Regions from separate parts of the Macaca mulatta genome. Here region 2 is linked to region 1. Evidence: chromatin contacts called from public Hi-C data. All regions are on one chromosome and are shown on one strand. Each heading gives the region's core, a stretch centred on a gene start, on an enhancer-like site or on the middle of the called end of the contact. The rest is flanking DNA. Distances are from core to core; before and after follow the strand shown. Region 1 holds the start of TM7SF2 (transmembrane 7 superfamily member 2). Region 2 holds the start of BATF2 (basic leucine zipper ATF-like transcription factor 2).

Evidence for each region. Hi-C and Micro-C count contacts between places; a contact is called where the count stands out from the background.
Region 2: a contact with region 1 is called in a Hi-C map of fetal cortex germinal zone, with 2.6 times the contacts expected there. The contact joins the promoter of BATF2 here to the promoter of TM7SF2 in region 1. A contact is called at or near these places in 3 of 14 Hi-C or Micro-C datasets (CD4 T cells, fetal cortex germinal zone and liver).

Annotation. Positions count from the first base shown.
Region 1 is chr14:9,266,134-9,269,969 of T2T-MMU8v2.0, reverse strand. It overlaps TM7SF2 (transmembrane 7 superfamily member 2), which reads left to right and starts at 2,079. Exons shown (of 11, transcript XM_015113808.3): 1 at 2,079-2,211; 2 at 2,436-2,606; 3 at 3,042-3,238; 4 at 3,338-3,392; 5 at 3,749-3,836. The coding sequence starts at 2,142. VPS51 (VPS51 subunit of GARP complex) reads left to right here. Exons shown (of 10, transcript XM_077962308.1): 6 at 1-29; 7 at 238-456; 8 at 1,023-1,144; 9 at 1,235-1,322; 10 at 1,867-2,249. The coding sequence ends at 2,127. LOC144334123 (a long non-coding RNA gene) reads right to left here and starts at 736. Exons shown (of 2, transcript XR_013403575.1): 1 at 1-736.
Region 2 is chr14:9,369,932-9,373,767 of T2T-MMU8v2.0, reverse strand. BATF2 (basic leucine zipper ATF-like transcription factor 2) reads right to left here and starts at 1,932. Exons shown (of 5, transcript XM_077962418.1): 1 at 1,752-1,932. It overlaps ARL2 (ADP ribosylation factor like GTPase 2), which reads left to right and starts at 2,084. Exons shown (of 6, transcript XR_013403566.1): 1 at 2,084-2,187.

The DNA of each region.
Region 1 (3,836 bases), core at 830-3,329:
CTCTCACTGATGAACAGTTTCTGGTGCAGGTGAAGCACTAGCTCCTAGTCGGGCAGGGAATGGTGGTTCGGGGAATGCAGGTGGCTGGACAGTGCCCTCATGGCCAGACCCCGGACCAGCTGCCTGTGTGTACCCCAGCCTCCACCTTGCCCAATCTGTGCCCAGCTCCTGGTTGGCAGTGGCCCCTGAGCTGCACCCCCATACCCACTCCCTCTGTCCTCTGCCTCTTTGGCTCAGGATCAGTTCCCAGTGACGCCCGTGAGCACACTGTGTGCAGAGGCCAGGGAAACTGCACGGCGGCTGCTGACCCACTACGTGAAGGTGCAGGGCCTGGTCATATCACAGATGCTGCGCAAGAGCGTGGAGACTCGGGACTGGCTCAGCACTCTGGAGCCGCGTAATGTGCGGGCCGTCATGAAGCGGGTGGTGGAGGATACCACCGCCATCGACGTGCAGGTGCTGCCCAGGCTGGCTGGCGGAGCCCTGACGCAGGCTGGGGGTGCTGTCCCTTCAAGAGGGGCTGGGGAAGCAGAGGATCACTAGCAGTCTCTGCCTGGAGGAGGGGACATGTGTATCTGGGCTTCTTAAGGGGCCAGTTCTGTAGCCAGGGCGTCCGTGAGGGAACCCCAGGGGAACAAGTCTCCAAGGATGAAGACGAAAGGGGCTGGGCAGTGCCTATGTCCACGGTCTTGTTCCTCCTCAGCCCAGGATTATGACATCTTCGCCCCTATTTTACCTGTGGAGAAGCAGAGGCTCAGGGTTACCCAGGAAGTCAGGGCAGGGTTGGTGCTGGTGCCCATGCTGAGGCTGAAGATTAGACCTCAGACCAACTCTTGTGTCCTGCCTTTGCCCCACTCCACTGGTTCTATAAATAGCGACCACGTACCTACTAAATAGCAGGCCTGGTGGTGACTACCCTGTTATTCTTGTAATGCTTGAGTAGCTGACTTAGGGCATCCTCAGCACCGATGGGCGGTTTCCCCTGGCTCTGGCCTCCTTGCAGTACCCCTTTTTACCACCAGGTGGGGCTTCTGTACGAAGAGGGTGTTCGCAAGGCCCAGAGCAGCGACTCCAGCAAGAGGACCTTCTCCGTGTACAGCAGCTCTCGGCAGCAGGGCCGCTACGCCCCCAGCTATACCCCCAGGTCTGGCTGGCCAGGGGAGCCCCAGGGGAAAGGGACAAAAGAGGGCGAAGGTGCAGAGCGGGCTCTGATTCCTTGTCTCCCCCAATCCAGTGCCCCGATGGACACCAACCTCTTGAGCAATATCCAGAAGCTATTCTCTGAACGTATTGATGTGTTCAGCCCTGTGGAGTTCAACAAGGTCCGACTTCCAGCGTGACTCAGACTTCCAGGGAGCCCGGGGAGGGTTGGCTGGAGCAGCCCCACACCTGCCCAAGGAGCTCCAGGACTCTGTGACCAACTGGGGGTGACCCTGACCCTCCAGTCTCTGTCTCTAGGGCTGTTCTTAGGTAGTACAGAGTGCCCTGCCCCCAAATCCCACAGCCATTGTCCCAACCTTCGTGTGTGCCCAGCCTGAGTCTCTGGGTGCTGACCTGGGATGACTCTGCCCTTGTCCTTATCCCCACAGTAGTCTTGGGGCCTTCCCAGGGTTTTCTGTTCACCCATGGTTCCTGCCCCACCTCACCCCAAGCTCAGGGATGCCTCTGATTGCTGGGCCCTACCTGTCCCCTGCCCTCCAGATGACGGCGCTAATATTGTATCCCTCCGCTCTTATCTGGCCCTGGAGACTTTCTGCCTCATCCCAGCTACTTCCATCGTATGTCTCCCTGGCCCCTGCTTGGAACTTGGGTGACCCCCCCAACACCTGCTGTCCCCAAGCTGCATCCCTGTGTACCTGTCTGCAGGTGTCGGTGCTGACTGGCATCATCAAGATCAGCCTGAAGACGCTGCTGGAGTGTGTGCGGCTGCGCACCTTTGGGCGCTTCGGGCTGCAGCAGGTGCAAGTGGACTGCCACTTTCTGCAGCTGTACCTGTGGCGTTTTGTGGCCGACGAAGAACTGGTGCACTTGCTGCTAGACGAAGTGGTGGCCTCGGCTGCCCTGCGCTGCCCAGACCCTGTGCCCATGGAGCCCAGTGTGGTCGAGGTCATCTGCGAGCGCGGCTAGGCGCAGCCGCTGCCATGCACAGGCCTGTCCCGGCGCCCCATGGCACCCAGGCTCTGGTCTCCACCCGGTGGTCCCCGCAGGCAGGTGTCAGGACCTACCTAATAAACATATGTGGCCTCCTCCTCTCGCTTGCTGGGCGGGCCTTTCCGAGGGCGGGGTTTTGAAGCTGAGGCTTCTGAGGCGCCCGCGTCGGGTCCGCCCCTGAGTGCCGATTGGCTGGTGTGCTGGGCCCAGGATGGGCAGGGGGCGGGTCCATTTAAAAACCCTGGGACAAGAGCGGTCCTTGTCTGCACTCGGTGTCCAGGCAGGTGCAGGCGCCGCGGGGCCGGATCCTCCGCGCGGACAAGTCCATCTCCTGGGAAATGGGGCGGACTGTGTTTCCTTGACCGACTATTGTGAGCGCCCTCTCTCCGGCGGAGCGGAGACCATGGCCCCTCCTGAGGGCCCCCGGGCCCCGCTGGAATTCGGAGGGCCCCTGGGTAATGGGGCAGCGAGAAGGGACCTGGGGCAAAGGCTGAGCGAAGGAGAGCTGGAGGGGGTGAACTAAGAGCGGAGACAGGATCTGAGGATGGAAGGTTTTGCGGGTGTCCGAGGCAGAGGGACCCGGGGGTTTGCAGCGAAGGTGTCTGGAGAGGGAGAGCTGAGCAGGGGTCAGTTCTGGGGGCTGCAGAACGGGGATTTATGGTGTCGACTGGGAGCAGGAGGAGGGTCTTCGAGGGGGGAGCGGGGGACCAAGATGGACGCCTGGGAAGGGAACTGGGAGGCAGCGGGGTGCCTGAGGGCTGAGGAGGGGTGCAGAGGCACACTCTGGGAATGCCGAAAGGGTCCCGCAGAGACGTCAGAGCGCCCGTGGGGGACGGGGCGGGAGCTGGGGCGCTGGGGGCGGACGCCCGATGTGATGGCCCATCCCGCAGGCGCCGCGGCTCTGCTGCTGCTGCTGCCCGCCACCATGTTCCACCTGCTCCTGGCGGCCCGTTCGGGCCCCGCGCGCCTGCTGGGTCCACCCGCGTCCCTGCCTGGGCTGGAGGCGCTGTGGAGCCCACGGGCGCTGCTGCTGTGGCTCGCCTGGCTCGGCCTGCAGGCGGCGCTCTACCTACTGCCGGCGCGCAAGGTGCGGGCGCCGCTCGCGCACGCTCGGGGGAGGGAGTCGGAGGGGCTCGGCGAGGGAGAGGACGCCCCGGGCCTTATCAGAGCCCCCTTGGACCCGCAGGTGGCTGAGGGGCAGGAATTGAAGGACAAGAGTCGCCTGCGCTATCCGATTAACGGTGCCTGGGGGACGGGCCCTCGCGCTGGAGTTAAGCGGCCGGGGGTGGAGCTCCAGCCCTAGCGGGGAGGTCCACGGAGATTGGCCCCCACCCCAGGCTCCTTTGTATGCCTCTTTGCGAGCCCTAGGACAGACGCCGGGGGCTCGCCCTAAGCCCCTCGTCCCCACACCCTTACCCCATTTACTGCTACACTGTGCACCACAGCAGTGGCTGGGGTGATCCTCTGAAGGCCAGGGTGGCAGCCTAATGCTTGGGGCAGGGTCTGCGGCCCCCCTGAGTTTTGGGCTCTGTGTGTGTTCGCAGGGTGGGGATGTGGAGGCGTGCAGCCCCAGGGCTCACTGTGTGCTGTGGTTTAGGCTTCCAGGCCCTGGTGCTGACAGCCCTGTTGGTGGGGCTGGGGGTGTCAGCGGGGCTGCCTCTGGGGGCGCTCCCGGAAATGCTCCT
Region 2 (3,836 bases), core at 683-3,182, 100 kb before region 1:
TAGGTAACCTGCCCTCACTGGAGACAGTTAGGTTTTTTCCAACTTCTTGCTGTTCCAAACTATGCCACAGTGAATTTCCGCGTCATATCCAGAATGCCTGTGGTGCAGGCTCCTAGAAGGAGGATGGCAGGCTCCTACCTCCAGGCATTTCCCTTTTTTTTTTTTTTTTTTTTTTTTTTTTTGAGATGGAGTCTCGCTCTGTCGCCCAGGCTGGAGTGCAGTGGCACAATCTTGGCTCACTGCAACCTCCGCCTCCCAGGTTCAAGCAATTCTCTGCCTTAGCCTCCCGAGTGGCTGGGATTACAGGTGCCACTACCACACCCGGCTAATCTTTTGTATTCTTAGTAGAGACAGGGTTTCGCCAAGTTGGCCAGGCTGGTCTTGAACTCCTGACCTTGTGATCCACCCGCCTCAGCCTCCCAAACTGCTGGGATTACAGGTGTGACCCACCACGCTCAGCTAGCATTTCCCATTTTGATCTTAGTTGGGTTTCAAAGTCTCTGGGTAGGCGCTATGCTCAGTTTCTTCCTTTGTGTGTGTCTGATGGAGGGTAAATGGTGCTGACCCAAGGGTCCCACTCAGGCAGCCTATCTGTTCAGCCCTCCTCTGACCACAAGCCCCTTTCTGCAAGATGGGAAGCTCCAGCTTCTTCCAGACCGCTGTCTAGGCAAACTTCATGGAGGCATGAAGACATTGTGCTTTACCATTGACCAGACCTGAGTTTGAATCTCACCCATGCTCCTTAAACACTTGGGATTCCATTATCATAGCTACGAAAAGAATAGAAACCTCTCAGGGTTGCAGGGAGGATGAAGCTGAACACGTGGAGCGCATTGCAAACAGTTACACAGGAGTTAGCCATTGTCTTCAGCTGGTGCTGACAGCTCTTTCCCAAGCATGAGAGAGGATCTTCTGCGCTGCCTATTCACATTTAGCCTGCAGCCGGCTGGGGCACCAAATTAAGACAATAAGGCTCTCTCCTGAGTTTACAATAGGCTTGATGCTTGACCTATTTCCTCACTTCCTCTGGACTTCTTTTTTTTTTTTTTGAGACGGAGTCTCGCTCTGTCGCCCAGGCTGGAGTGCAGTGTCCAGATCTCAGCTCACTGCAAGCTCCGCCTCCCGGGTTCCCACCATTCTCCTGCCTCAGCCTCCCGAGGAGCTGGGACTACAGGCGCCCACAACCGCGCCCGGCTAATTTTTTGTATTTTTAGTAGAGACGGGGTTTCACCGTGGTCTCGATCTCCTGACCTTGTGATCCGCCCGCCTCGGCCTCCCAAAGTGCTGGGATTACAGGCGTGAGCCACCGCGCCCGGCCTCCTCTGGACTTCTTAAGCGCTAAGGTAAAGAATGAAACTCTTGGACAAAGCCATTCATTCAACAACAACTATTTATCGAGCACCTACTACATGCCAGCCACTGTGCTAAGCACCATCTGGGTTTTTCCATCCGCAAAAGTAGGAATTGTGCTTCTCAACAGGGAAACGCTGGGCCTCTGGGTGGGGGAGCCTTTGGGACCGGACTACAATTCCGTCATTGGAACCCAGGGACGCCCCGCACGTTTCCGAACGGCCTCCAGGGGGCACCGCCGCCCTGAACTGAGAGCCACAGGAGCAGGGTAGGGGGAGGCCCAACTTTCTGCTCTGTCACTGGCAGATTAAGGACGATGCCGAGGGCCCAGAGGAGCAGGATTTGGACCGTGTTGCTGGGAACAGGGGCCTACACTGGCCCCAAGATAAGTTCGTCCGTACCTGGAGACCCTGGGTTCTGACTCTGAGGTCAGACGCAGCCAAGATGCAACTCAGGAACTTCAAGGTTTCCGCTCCGGCCCAGAGCCCCGGTCTGGCGGGGGAAAGGATAGGGGTGTCGCCCTTGCTCCCCCAGCCTCAGCCTTCGGGAGGCGCAGCCTCAGGGCGGGCGGCAGCACAAAAGGCTCCTGCGCCGCTAGGGGCACTCTCGCAGCAGCTGCGCGGGCGACCTCGCGATCACGTGCGGCGGGGGCGGGACCAAACGAGCGTCCAGCCAATTGGCTATGCCGTCGGCGAGCGTGATAGCCAATAGGAACCGGGAGCGGGGTCCCGGGACTGGGAAGAAACGGCGGCCGGGAGGGGCTCCGGGGACCATGGGGCTCCTGACCATTCTGAAGAAGATGAAGCAGAAAGAGCGGGAGCTGCGACTGCTCATGCTGTATCCTCCAGACGCCGGAGCCGCGGGGGTAGCGGGGCCCCGCCGGGCGGGCGGTGCCGGGCGCCCCCTGTCGGGAGCGGAACGCGGCGGCCGGCGCGTCCCAACTGCCCCTGGCGTCACCACGCCGGCCCCACCAATCGCCCAGGGGGCCGGGAGGCGCAGCACCCCTGGCCTGGGGCTGGGGCCAGCTCCGAGGGCCGCAGAAGCGGGCCTGCAGGCGCAGCGGCGGGTGGCCTGAGTGTCAGGGGCGGTGGGTCCCGGAGATGACTCGGACGCCACCACCGGCGGCCTGGCGCAAGCGTGGGGCCGCTGCCTTCCCGGCTCTCATCTCCCCCGGGCCCAAGGGTTCCAGGCCCCGGCCCCGCCCTCCAGCTGCGAATCTTGGGGGCGTGCGGGGTGGCGGGTGGCGGATGTGGACTCTGCGGATCCTTTCGAGCGTGGATCCAACAGTCTGTCTCTTTGGTGCTACGCGGCCCTTGGATGACCCTGTGGCTGAGGATGTGTGTATGTGAGCCCGAGTGCCCCGTGCGCGCTGTGCGCCTTCTGAGTCCATTTAGGCGCCCACACCCGTTCCCTCTGCTCTGTGCCAGGCCCCGCGGGGGAATGGCAGGGGAGATAAGATGCTTACGTGCACATATAACTTAATAATCAAATCTCACATTTTTGAGATAGGGTCTTGCTCTGTTGCCCTGGCTGGAGTGCAGTGGCGCAGTCAAGGCTTACTGCAGCCTCCAATTTCTAGGCTCAAGTGATCCTCCCACCTCAGCCTCCCAAAACTCTGGGATTATAGGCATGAGCCACGGAGTCCGGCCCATGTCTGTTTTATTTTATTTTATTTTATTTGAGACGGAGGTTCGCTCTTGTTGCCCAGGCAGGAGTGCAGTGGCGCAATCTCAGCTCACTGCAATCTCCGCCTCCCGGGTTCAAGCGATTCCCCTGCCTCAGCCTCCCAAATAGCTGGGATTACAGGTGCCCACCACCACGCCCGGCTCATTTTAAAGAATATTTTTAGTAGAGACGGGATTTCACCTTGTTGGTCAGGCTGGTCTCGAATTCCTGACCTCAAGTGATCTACCTGCCTTGGCCTCCCAAAGTGTTGGGATTCCAGGCATGAGCCACCGCGCCCGGCCCCATGTCTGTTTTAAAGAGCTCTGAGAAAAGCATACAGTTCACTCATTTGATAAATATTGAGTGCCTAATATGTGCTAGGCACTGTCCTAGGGGCCAGGGTACTAAAACAAAAAAAAAATGTTACCTTCATGGAAATTCTGTAATGCAGGGGGGTAGAAAAATAATAACACAGGAAATAAGTAAAATATGTAATAGAGGCTGGGTGCTCAGTGGCACACACCTGTAACCCTAGCACTTTGGGAGGCTGAGGTGGGAGGCTCGCTTGAGCCCAGGAGTTTGAGACCAGCCTGAGCAACATAGACCCCGTCTCTATCTATACATATATATATTCTCCATACATATTATATATGTATATGGGCCATGCTTTGGACCATGCTTCTGGGGAACACGGCCTTCTACTGCTCCAGGATGAGCTCCCACTACATATCTATATATGGAGAATAATGCAATTTAGGGTGGTCAAAGAAGGCCAGTGTATGATGGCAGGGCATGGTGGCTCACACCTGTAATCCCAGCAC